2 separate regions of the Anas platyrhynchos genome follow, and region 1 is linked to region 2. Evidence: chromatin contacts called from public Hi-C data. All regions are on one chromosome and are shown on one strand. The core of a region is the stretch at or near the end of the contact, and the rest is flanking DNA. Distances in the headings are between cores, read along the strand shown. Region 1 overlaps HIF1A (hypoxia inducible factor 1 subunit alpha). Region 2 overlaps PRKCH (protein kinase C eta).

Evidence for each region. A called contact is a pair of places that touch in the nucleus more often than the background predicts.
Region 1: a Hi-C map of subcutaneous adipose tissue shows a contact between it and region 2, with 4 times the contacts expected there. The contact joins two enhancer-like sites. A contact is called at or near these places in 7 of 8 Hi-C or Micro-C datasets (F1 follicle, F5 follicle, liver and 3 more).

Annotation. Positions count from the first base shown.
Region 1 is chr5:6,736,114-6,740,769 of IASCAAS_PekinDuck_T2T, forward strand. HIF1A (hypoxia inducible factor 1 subunit alpha) reads left to right here. Exons shown (of 15, transcript XR_011809425.1): 6 at 667-779; 7 at 1,901-2,103; 8 at 3,438-3,544; 9 at 3,694-3,841; 10 at 4,579-4,656. Among named protein-coding and RNA genes, the nearest start is that of SNAPC1, 15 kb to the right of the region's middle. Within about 2 kb of position 1,773, at least 1 of the 8 cell types and tissues checked has an H3K27ac peak or open chromatin away from gene starts, as enhancers often do. A contact at or near this core is called in subcutaneous adipose tissue, where this site is marked.
Region 2 is chr5:6,626,152-6,630,210 of IASCAAS_PekinDuck_T2T, forward strand. All of the region lies in intron 9 of PRKCH (protein kinase C eta), which reads left to right. Among named protein-coding and RNA genes, the nearest start is that of HIF1A, 57 kb to the right of the region's middle. Within about 2 kb of position 2,125, at least 5 of the 8 cell types and tissues checked have an H3K27ac peak or open chromatin away from gene starts, as enhancers often do. A contact at or near this core is called in subcutaneous adipose tissue, where this site is marked.

The DNA of each region.
Region 1 (4,656 bases), core at 523-3,022, 110 kb after region 2:
TCTCTAAAGGCAAAACCTTAATTTAGAGCCTGCTGCTAGCGAGTAAGACTGAAAAACGAGTACCACGGATATTAATTTGTATCAGGTTGTCTTGACTTCTTTCAAGAATGCTTATAAGTGTGTTTAAAAACTTGGTCCCTGCTTACTCTAAGAGTATAAATCCCTGTGGAAACACTCGGATGCATTCAAACATTAATTAACACTTAATTCTGAATTTAAAAAAATTAAAATACTGCAGTCCTGAAGAGGAATGGGCCCAAAACATATGTGGACCTCCCTGCAGTGAATTACTGATCTGTTTTAATGCAAAGCAGCTTAAAGTACTTCTCATTCTGCATATGCTTCTCTTGTCCCCTATTGCAACTTCAAAATATATTAAATTCTCAGTCTCTCCCTGCCTTTTTCCTGAAATCTGGGAGTGTGGAGTTGGCTACAAATACAACACTTATCTTAAAACAGTGAAAGTTCATTTTTTTGCCTACCTCACAGCAAAACTCATTCTGAAAAGCTTTATTAATCAAAAGTGCTTCTAGTTTTATTAGCTGTTTTTTCCACAGTTCTATAACACGGGTTTTTGAGTAGTGGGTTTTTTGTTTCAGTTTTTTGAATACAGTCAGAAGATGGCTCCAAGAGTTTAAGAACTGGTTTACTATTTACTTTTGCTAGGTCCTGTGAAAAAGGGCAAAGAACAAAACACGGAGCGCAGCTTTTTTCTCAGAATGAAGTGCACACTGACCAGCAGGGGAAGAACAGTGAATATAAAGTCTGCTACGTGGAAGGTAATGAATACAAAGGAATACTTGCATAGGTTGGCAGCTTCCTTTTCAGATGTCATAACTTGCATAACTTGCTGTATTTCAACATTTTCCCTTCACGTAACTTGAGCTGGAGTTTCAGTAAGTACTTAACTAATTTAATGATTGTGCTTCAATATGCTGAATTTTAATGCTGAGTGCATCGGGATGCAACTGAAACAATGTTTTAAAATTTGTTTTTCAAAAGCCTTTAAATTAATTCTCCACTTTAAATTAGAGGTTGTTCACTTATTAGAAATTACAATTACTAAACGTTTGTGTAAAGCCTCCTCTGAGAAAATATACTTGACACCACTTGCACTGATACCTGATTCCTTTTGATTCGGTATTGTAAGTACGACATCGAGGTCTCACAGAAGGACTTGTATGTTTTTCTTTCTGAAGTTGCTGGCTATCCCTTTTGTAGTAATCAGAATAAAAAGAACCCAGTCTGGTAACTGAAATGAATGCATTTTCTCCTGTGGAAAAAATGTAACCTTTTACTGTATGAAGTGGCATTACAGCTCAAAATATTCTTTTTAACTTGCTCTTGATCAAACAACTTGTTTCTTGTTCCTCTTTGCTGCTCTATGTAAACAATTTTACTTCAATGTTTTTAAAAAAAAAAAAAACAAAAAACAAAAAAAACGGGGGGAGGACAGAAAATGCAAAGCTGCTCATCTTTTGAAGAACACACTTGATTTCTCCTTTTAACATCTAAAATGGAGGCTGCTCCTATTACCATAGCTTTCAAGTTGGCTTAGTAGGATGCCTTTTGCTGAGGTAATTGCTTACCAGTGTAATTAATGTAACTTTAAAAGAAGAACAACTGACAGAAAAGCAGAAACTTCTAGCGTTGCTTCTGCAAACACCAGAGAGGAAGGAGTTGGCAGCCAGCGAACTGACTGCAGCCTGCGTAGCGTGAGGAAGAGACCTGGCTGTGCTTTAACAATCAGATGGAAAGGACTGCTGGGTTCCTGCTGTTGATAGCACAGCGTAGAGAGGTGGGGAGGAGAGAACTCCCTCAGTGGGTGCTGATGGAAGTGCAGTCTGTGTGGTTTGAGAGAAAACAACCTGGTCTCTTCTGAAATGTAACTGTCCCACAGGTACTGCACTGCACCGGGCACATCCGCGTGTACGACACGTGCAGTAACCAAACTCACTGCGGCTACAAGAAGCCTCCCATGACGTGCTTGGTGTTGATATGTGAACCTATTCCTCACCCATCCAACATTGAGGTCCCACTGGACAGTAAAACGTTCCTCAGTCGTCACAGTCTCGATATGAAGTTTTCCTATTGTGATGAAAGGTAAACTACATATTGTGCTTAACAGCTGTGCTCATTTTGAAGGCTTTGTAGGGGTTGTATGTGTGGTGGCTATTGTAGGACTTAGGGAGTAAGACTGTGTAAAAGCATAACTTGATTCATCTGCAAAATGGAGTTGTTGCTGGGATGCTTTGGGTTTTACTAACCGATCAGGATCTTTTATGTAAAAGCTAAATTCTTAAATTTAAGCAAGATGTAGGGTTATTACTTGAGAATAATACCACTGCCTGTTCAAACTGGCCTTCAGTAATGCGGTAACAATTAAATTTAAACAAAAAAATCATTCTGGACACTGAAAAAGATGGGAAGGATTTTAAGATCCTTGAAGATGACTGAAAAGAGTACATGTATAATATTTGTCAAGCACATTTCCTTGCAACACCTTCTTCCCCACCCTTTCCTCAGGAGATCAGCATCTGCTGGCTCCAGTCAAGAAAAAAAAGCTCTGTACTTTTAATGCAATAACATCTGCAAAAATAACATTTTCTGTTAGAAATCACAGATTTAGTCTAATAAATACTGCTCTTACTATTATCTGGAAACTTCAGCTTGACAAATTTGAAAAGCAGAAGTGAAAGAAATCATTGGCCTAAGGTTTTCTCAATTGGGTATTACTTGTTACTGCTTGCTAAGACTTTCCTTTTATTTATACCAGAAATTAATTTCTTAATTAGTTGCTGCAGCTAGATGCAAGGTATGTTAGTGCACGTTATTTTCTGACCTCTGCAATACCTTCACCTTTGTTGGATTTGTGGTATCACAGAGAAAGGTACTTATTTGGTCACATTGTGTGTGTAACATAGGGCAAAGAAAAGGACCAAAGAAATCCTTTCTTCTAGTTAGCACTGCCCTCTAGGGGCTGAAGAAAATACTGTTTCCTTTGTAGACAGTGGGAAGAACAAATCGGATTCCTAATTTGTCTTAGCAGCATGGTTAAAACTGTTAAAGTATATCTTTATAATTTTATTATGTTCTCACATTTGTGTAAGCTGTATATTCTTATCCACAAGTAGCTTGTCTACCTTTAAGCAAAAAAACAAGGACAAGAAAGCAGGAATATACATAATCCTGTCTATCATGGGACATGATTAATACATATTCAGTCAGAAGTAAAATCCTATGCCTGCTGAAGCTTCTCTTTTAAATAAGCATTAAAAAATAGCACTTCAAAATGAACTCACGCTAAACCACCATTGCTGCTAATGTGTATGGGAGAGATTCTTAAGAACTCTGTGCATCTACAAGCATCCATGTGCTCTAGTATTTTCACTGCTCAGTGTCTGCTTCTACTTAGCAACTTCTCCCTTGTCTTAAAGAATTACAGAGCTGATGGGATATGAGCCAGAGGAACTCCTGGGTCGTTCCATCTATGAGTACTACCATGCGCTGGATTCTGATCATCTGACCAAAACGCACCATGATAGTAAGTGAGAAGATATGGCACTGGGGAAAAAAAAAAAAAAAAAAGGGTTTTCTTTTAACTGCAGATAGGAATCTGCAGAGAATATTTATCTTGAAAACTGACTTTCTTTTCCTGCCCGTGGTTAAAGCTGATGTCCTTTCTTTTTTCAGTGTTCACAAAAGGGCAGGTGACAACAGGGCAGTACAGAATGCTTGCTAAACAAGGTGGCTATGTCTGGGTTGAAACTCAAGCAACTGTTATATACAACACTAAGAATTCTCAGCCACAGTGCATAGTATGTGTAAACTATGTGTTGAGGTAAGTTAAGTGGATATTGCCGTTTTTGACACGATTTCTTTGAAGGCTAAGATTCTGATGGCCCTGCATCTTTTTTTCCCTCTGTTATGATGTTGCTATGTTTTTTTCTTGCCAATTAGATTTTTACTTAAAATACTGCTAGTCAAAGGATTAGCAGTTGCATTTAAAAACAAATACAAAAGCCACTTCTTTGATCTAGTGATGTCACTTGGAAGATATGAAACATCTGAGAATTTATGTGCATTCTATACATTTAATATTTGTACACAGTCTGGAGCGATTTATTTCACTAATCATTCTTGCTGATGCAGTCAGAGCAGCAATAATGGTATCTCAATCCTATTTATCTTCCTCAGGATTCTTTTAACTGAAAGCTTCAACTTAAAGCAGACTTGTTAACTATTTTTCTGCAACTGTAGAGTAGTCCTAAGTTTTTCAAAAATTTAGTGAATGTACTAGTGTCAGTCTGTCACCATATGGTACATTTGTTTAAAACAAAGTTGTTTTTTTATGGAAATCTGCAATTTTCATTGTTTTTTTTTGATGCTTTCTGAAAAGTACGTCTATTTACTTATTACCTTTTTATGGCACCAGAATTAGTATTTGCTTTGTCTATTACATATGAGGAAATATTTTTCGTTAGCTTTTAATCACTTGCAACGTACAAACCATTAAGGCTGAATTTTAGCTGTGCATTAGTTGTTTTTTTAATAATCATCTTCTTTTCTGTCTGGCAGTGGAATTGTTCAGAAGGACTTGATATTTTCCCTTGGACAAACTGAGTGTATGCTGAAACCAGTGGAGTCTCCAGATAT
Region 2 (4,059 bases), core at 875-3,374:
GCAACTTAGATGTGAAAATAGCAAATGCAGTCCTGGTCTGTGTAGGGTATTTTCAGTGCGCTTCGGGAAGATTTAAGGTCACCGTGCTATTAGCGTCTGTCACGTTAAAAAAATGAATGCAATCTGCTGCGAGTGCAGAGAAGGTTTGCTGGGCTGTGAGGTAATTGAGGAGTCTTTTGCAAAGGGAAGAAAGGGAAGAACTCAGCCTGTTTAGACTAGCAAATGGAAAGCAAAAAGTGGATCTGATTGATGTCTGCAGATGTCACAGAGAAGGGAAACAAAGCTGTCAAGATGCTGGCTAAGATTAAATGAGTCTAGACTGGCCATGGATACAGTTAGACTGGAAATGAAAAGGAGGTTGCTAAACAGTAGAACAGCCTGGAACAGGAATTTCTGGACCAACTTTTAATCAGAGGAGCGGAGGGAAGAACCCCTCAGCCCTCGCTGCCCCGAACCTGGTCAGTCTCTGAAAGGATGCCAAGGGAGTGGTGCTCGCCATAGCAGGCCCCTGCTAGTTCCAGTCTTTCTCAGGTTCTTCTTTTACTTGAATCCCACATTGTTTCATTATCTGGATTGATAACTTCCCTCCAGGAATAAACAAAAACAAAAAGAGAAGCATTTACCAAAAAAAAAAAAAAAGGAATTTCAGACTTCTGTGGTTTACCATCTCTTTTTGTCCACCTTCTGCACTCAGTGACACCCACCTCAATCCAGAATAACCAGATTTAAATTGCTTATAAAAGCATAATTAAAACCCTTTGCCATAATGGAAAAATGATTGCAGCAACAGGGTATACGATGCACAGGAGGGATTAAATGGTGCTGATACAAAATTTAAGGTTTATGCTTATTCTTCACATGACATTGAGTTATCCCCTTCAGTAACACTAACTTGACAGAAAAGAATATATATATATATATACATATAGGCACACACACGCATATATATAAACTAAAAGGAATCACTTATTTAAAATGTCACCCTGAAACCATGTTTAAAAATACCAAAGCACCTTCATTTGGTTGGAGCTGGGGGGAGGTTTTCTCAGAACAGTGCCTGGTTTCACTTGCAGTTACGTGGAAATTACATCAGACGTACACTTACAGCCCAAACTTTACAAAAGTGGTATTAAAGGTTCGTGTTTTTTTTAAAAAAAAAACAAGTATGACTCCAGTCTGCAATGAGTGGAGATCCTGGGTAAATAATGACTCAGTCGGCCTGACTTTAGGAATTTTTAGGGAAATAGCTATTTTGAGGCTTCTTACTGTTTTTCAAAAGAAAATAAGAGGCTGATGCCATGGACACATCAATACAGGCTGGGACTCAGTGGCTGGGTAGCATCCCTTCTAGAAGGTACCTGGTAGGTGCCAAGCTCAGTATGAACCAGCAGACTCTTTATAAATAAGTTAAACTATGTCCCTGGCTGATTCAGGAGGTCAGGGACGTTGCTCACCCCTCTGCTTGGCACCGGTGAGGCTGCAGCTAGGATAGACGTGTCCAGTTATGGGCCCTCCAGCTGAAGGAAAGTTACACGAGCTGGGAAGAAGGAGCTCAGAAGTGTCTGAAATGCTGCACGCTTTGAAGACAGGTTCTGAAGGTTTGGATGGAGCTGGAGCCATTCGAATTCAGACTCTTGTATAATATTCTACCCAAACCAGCAAACCCTTCTGCCTTAGAGCCCAGGGCATGTCTGTACTATACAGCACAGCGCTGTGTAGTGCGGGTAAGCTAGCTTTAGCTGAGCTGGCACAAGCACCAGAAACAGCAGTGCATTGTCTGAGTTCATCTATATTGTTGCTACTTTTGCTTGCCTGTTTAGTTAGGTGATTTTTTTTTTTTTTTCTGTGCTCACATCACTTGCTGATCATTTTCGGAAAGGTTTCCTGTTCTTTGGTGCTGCCTCTGTGCCTCTTTACTGTGGTCTTCTGGAGTCCCAGCTGCAGCGTAAGCAATGCACGCTAGCCCTTGCTGCTCTAATAGCCCACGGTGGGCTGAGGATGCCCGACCTCCAGCCAGCCTTCTTGCTTTTTGCAGAGAAATGTTGCAGCCGCTAGGTGGTAGGAGCTGCAAGTGATGTCTCTGCCCAGTAGGTCGCAGTTTGCAGAGCCCAGGGAGCAAACCCTGGCTGTGCAGCAGGCTGGCAGAGGCTGGCCATGGCCCTGTGCATGCTCGGCCCTGGGCAGGGCCCTCACTCTGCAGGGAGGGAGGCGCAGTTTGGGACTCGCACCTCCAGATTCCTTTCCTCTGAAGGGATGGAGTTGTGCTGGTCCCTCGCAGGGAGTGGGTTTGGCCTGGTCCAGCAGCACCTGTGTGAGGTCTCCCTTGCTTACCACAAACTGAGATAAATCTCTGTTATTTTAATATTTTTTTTAATAGAATGTCTTGGTTCGAGTGCTTTCAACCTTGCCTAAGCCGTTTGCTTCTGCTTTTTCTAGGGCCTTACAACCATCCTTTAGTGTCAGAGAGGATTATGCTCCCGCTGCACTAATCTGTGAGCTGCTGACAGGTGCTGGGGCTGACCTGTGGATAAGCTCGGATTCTGCGTTAGGGGTCACAAGCACCCAAAACTGCTCCTTTCCGTTTACCTGCCATGGGTGTCATCCAACACCTCAACAATACAGGCCTAGGCCAGGTGAAAGAGGCTCTCCGTATAACTAGTGGAGTTAGTAATTCAATCCTGGGGAATGCAGAGCCTGGAATGTTTTAATTAAGATGAGTTTGCAGCAAGTCGGTCCTGTCATCTCTGGGGTTTAGGCACCATCCTTCCTGCACAGGTGGTTTGCTTTTAATTCCTTTTGTCTCACCTCTTTTGCATGAGAATGGAAGGGCTGGGGGGGATCAGCTTCCCATGCAAATAGTGTCAAACAGCAGAGGATAGAGGTTTCTGCCTTTTATGTTTATTGCCCTTATCCCTTTTCTCATGACCACAGGGTGCTTTCAGGGGACGGTCCCCCAGGCGATGCTGTTTCCAGCACTGTCCCTGTTAGTCTGATCGTTATATGGATTTGCTTTCTGTGTGGCTCTGCTGACAGTTGCTGAGGCACAGAGCCCGCGTGCGCTGTTCCAAAAATAGTGAGACACGAGAACTTGGCGGAGGGACGTGACTTTCTGTAACAAGCATCCTTCAGAGATAATAGCTAGCAGGGTGCTGCTGAAGCCAGGAGGGATTCCAGGGCAGCTAATCATTGAACTGGTACCATTTTATTTTATGAGGGCATGCGGCTTTCTGCCCCCTTTACAAGCTGTGGGCTGATGTCATGCTTGAGACAGAAGGGGAAGGTTTCTCTTCATCACTTCTGGTTCCTGGAGTGCTGAAACAGTTCTTCCAGGGTCAGCATGGGCATTGTGCCGCAGGTGTTTAGGGAGATGAGTTTGCATTTCACCTCCTGTAAGTGTTCAAGATAATCTGAAACCTTTGACGGGGGCATATTTATGTGGGAGCCTACCAGCTACCTGCAGAAGTGGTAGGACTGAGCAAAGGCAGCTGGCTGACTGCTCCCCCATCCGCTGGGCCACAGGAGAGGACTGGCTGTGCTCGCATGTCCAGGAGAATCCCTTGGTCCTGATCTTCCAGGGGTCTCCAGGATCATCCTGGTTCCCCATCAGCTGCTCCACACCATCACAAAGTGAGCAGAGCACGGGGCAGCCCCAGGACAGTGGTGGAGGTGTGGAGGTAAGGGACTCTAGAAAGTGAGCAGCAGTCTTCCCGGGTCTGGTGAGGTGAAAAAGCATCCTGACACAGGCCTCGGAGCGTGCCAGTGGGAGACGGGGAAATGCTGAGGCCTCTTTGATGTGCTGTTTTAAAGGGCGCTGCGGGGCAGCCCCTTGGGAGCAGGGGAGAGAGCTTTGATCGTCTCCCAGGCTCTAGTCCCCAGCCTTCCCCCCGTGGCATGGCAGGAGGTACAACTTGCTCTGTGCATACACCTGACAGCCAAGTGCGTCTCTGTGGTGCTTCCCTGCAAGCTTGCTGGGCCTTTTTCCCCTTTTCTTAAGCATCCAGACCAGTGCTAGCCCCAGGCTGCCGTGCTGGAACACCAGCGTGTGCTTCAGTTTCATTG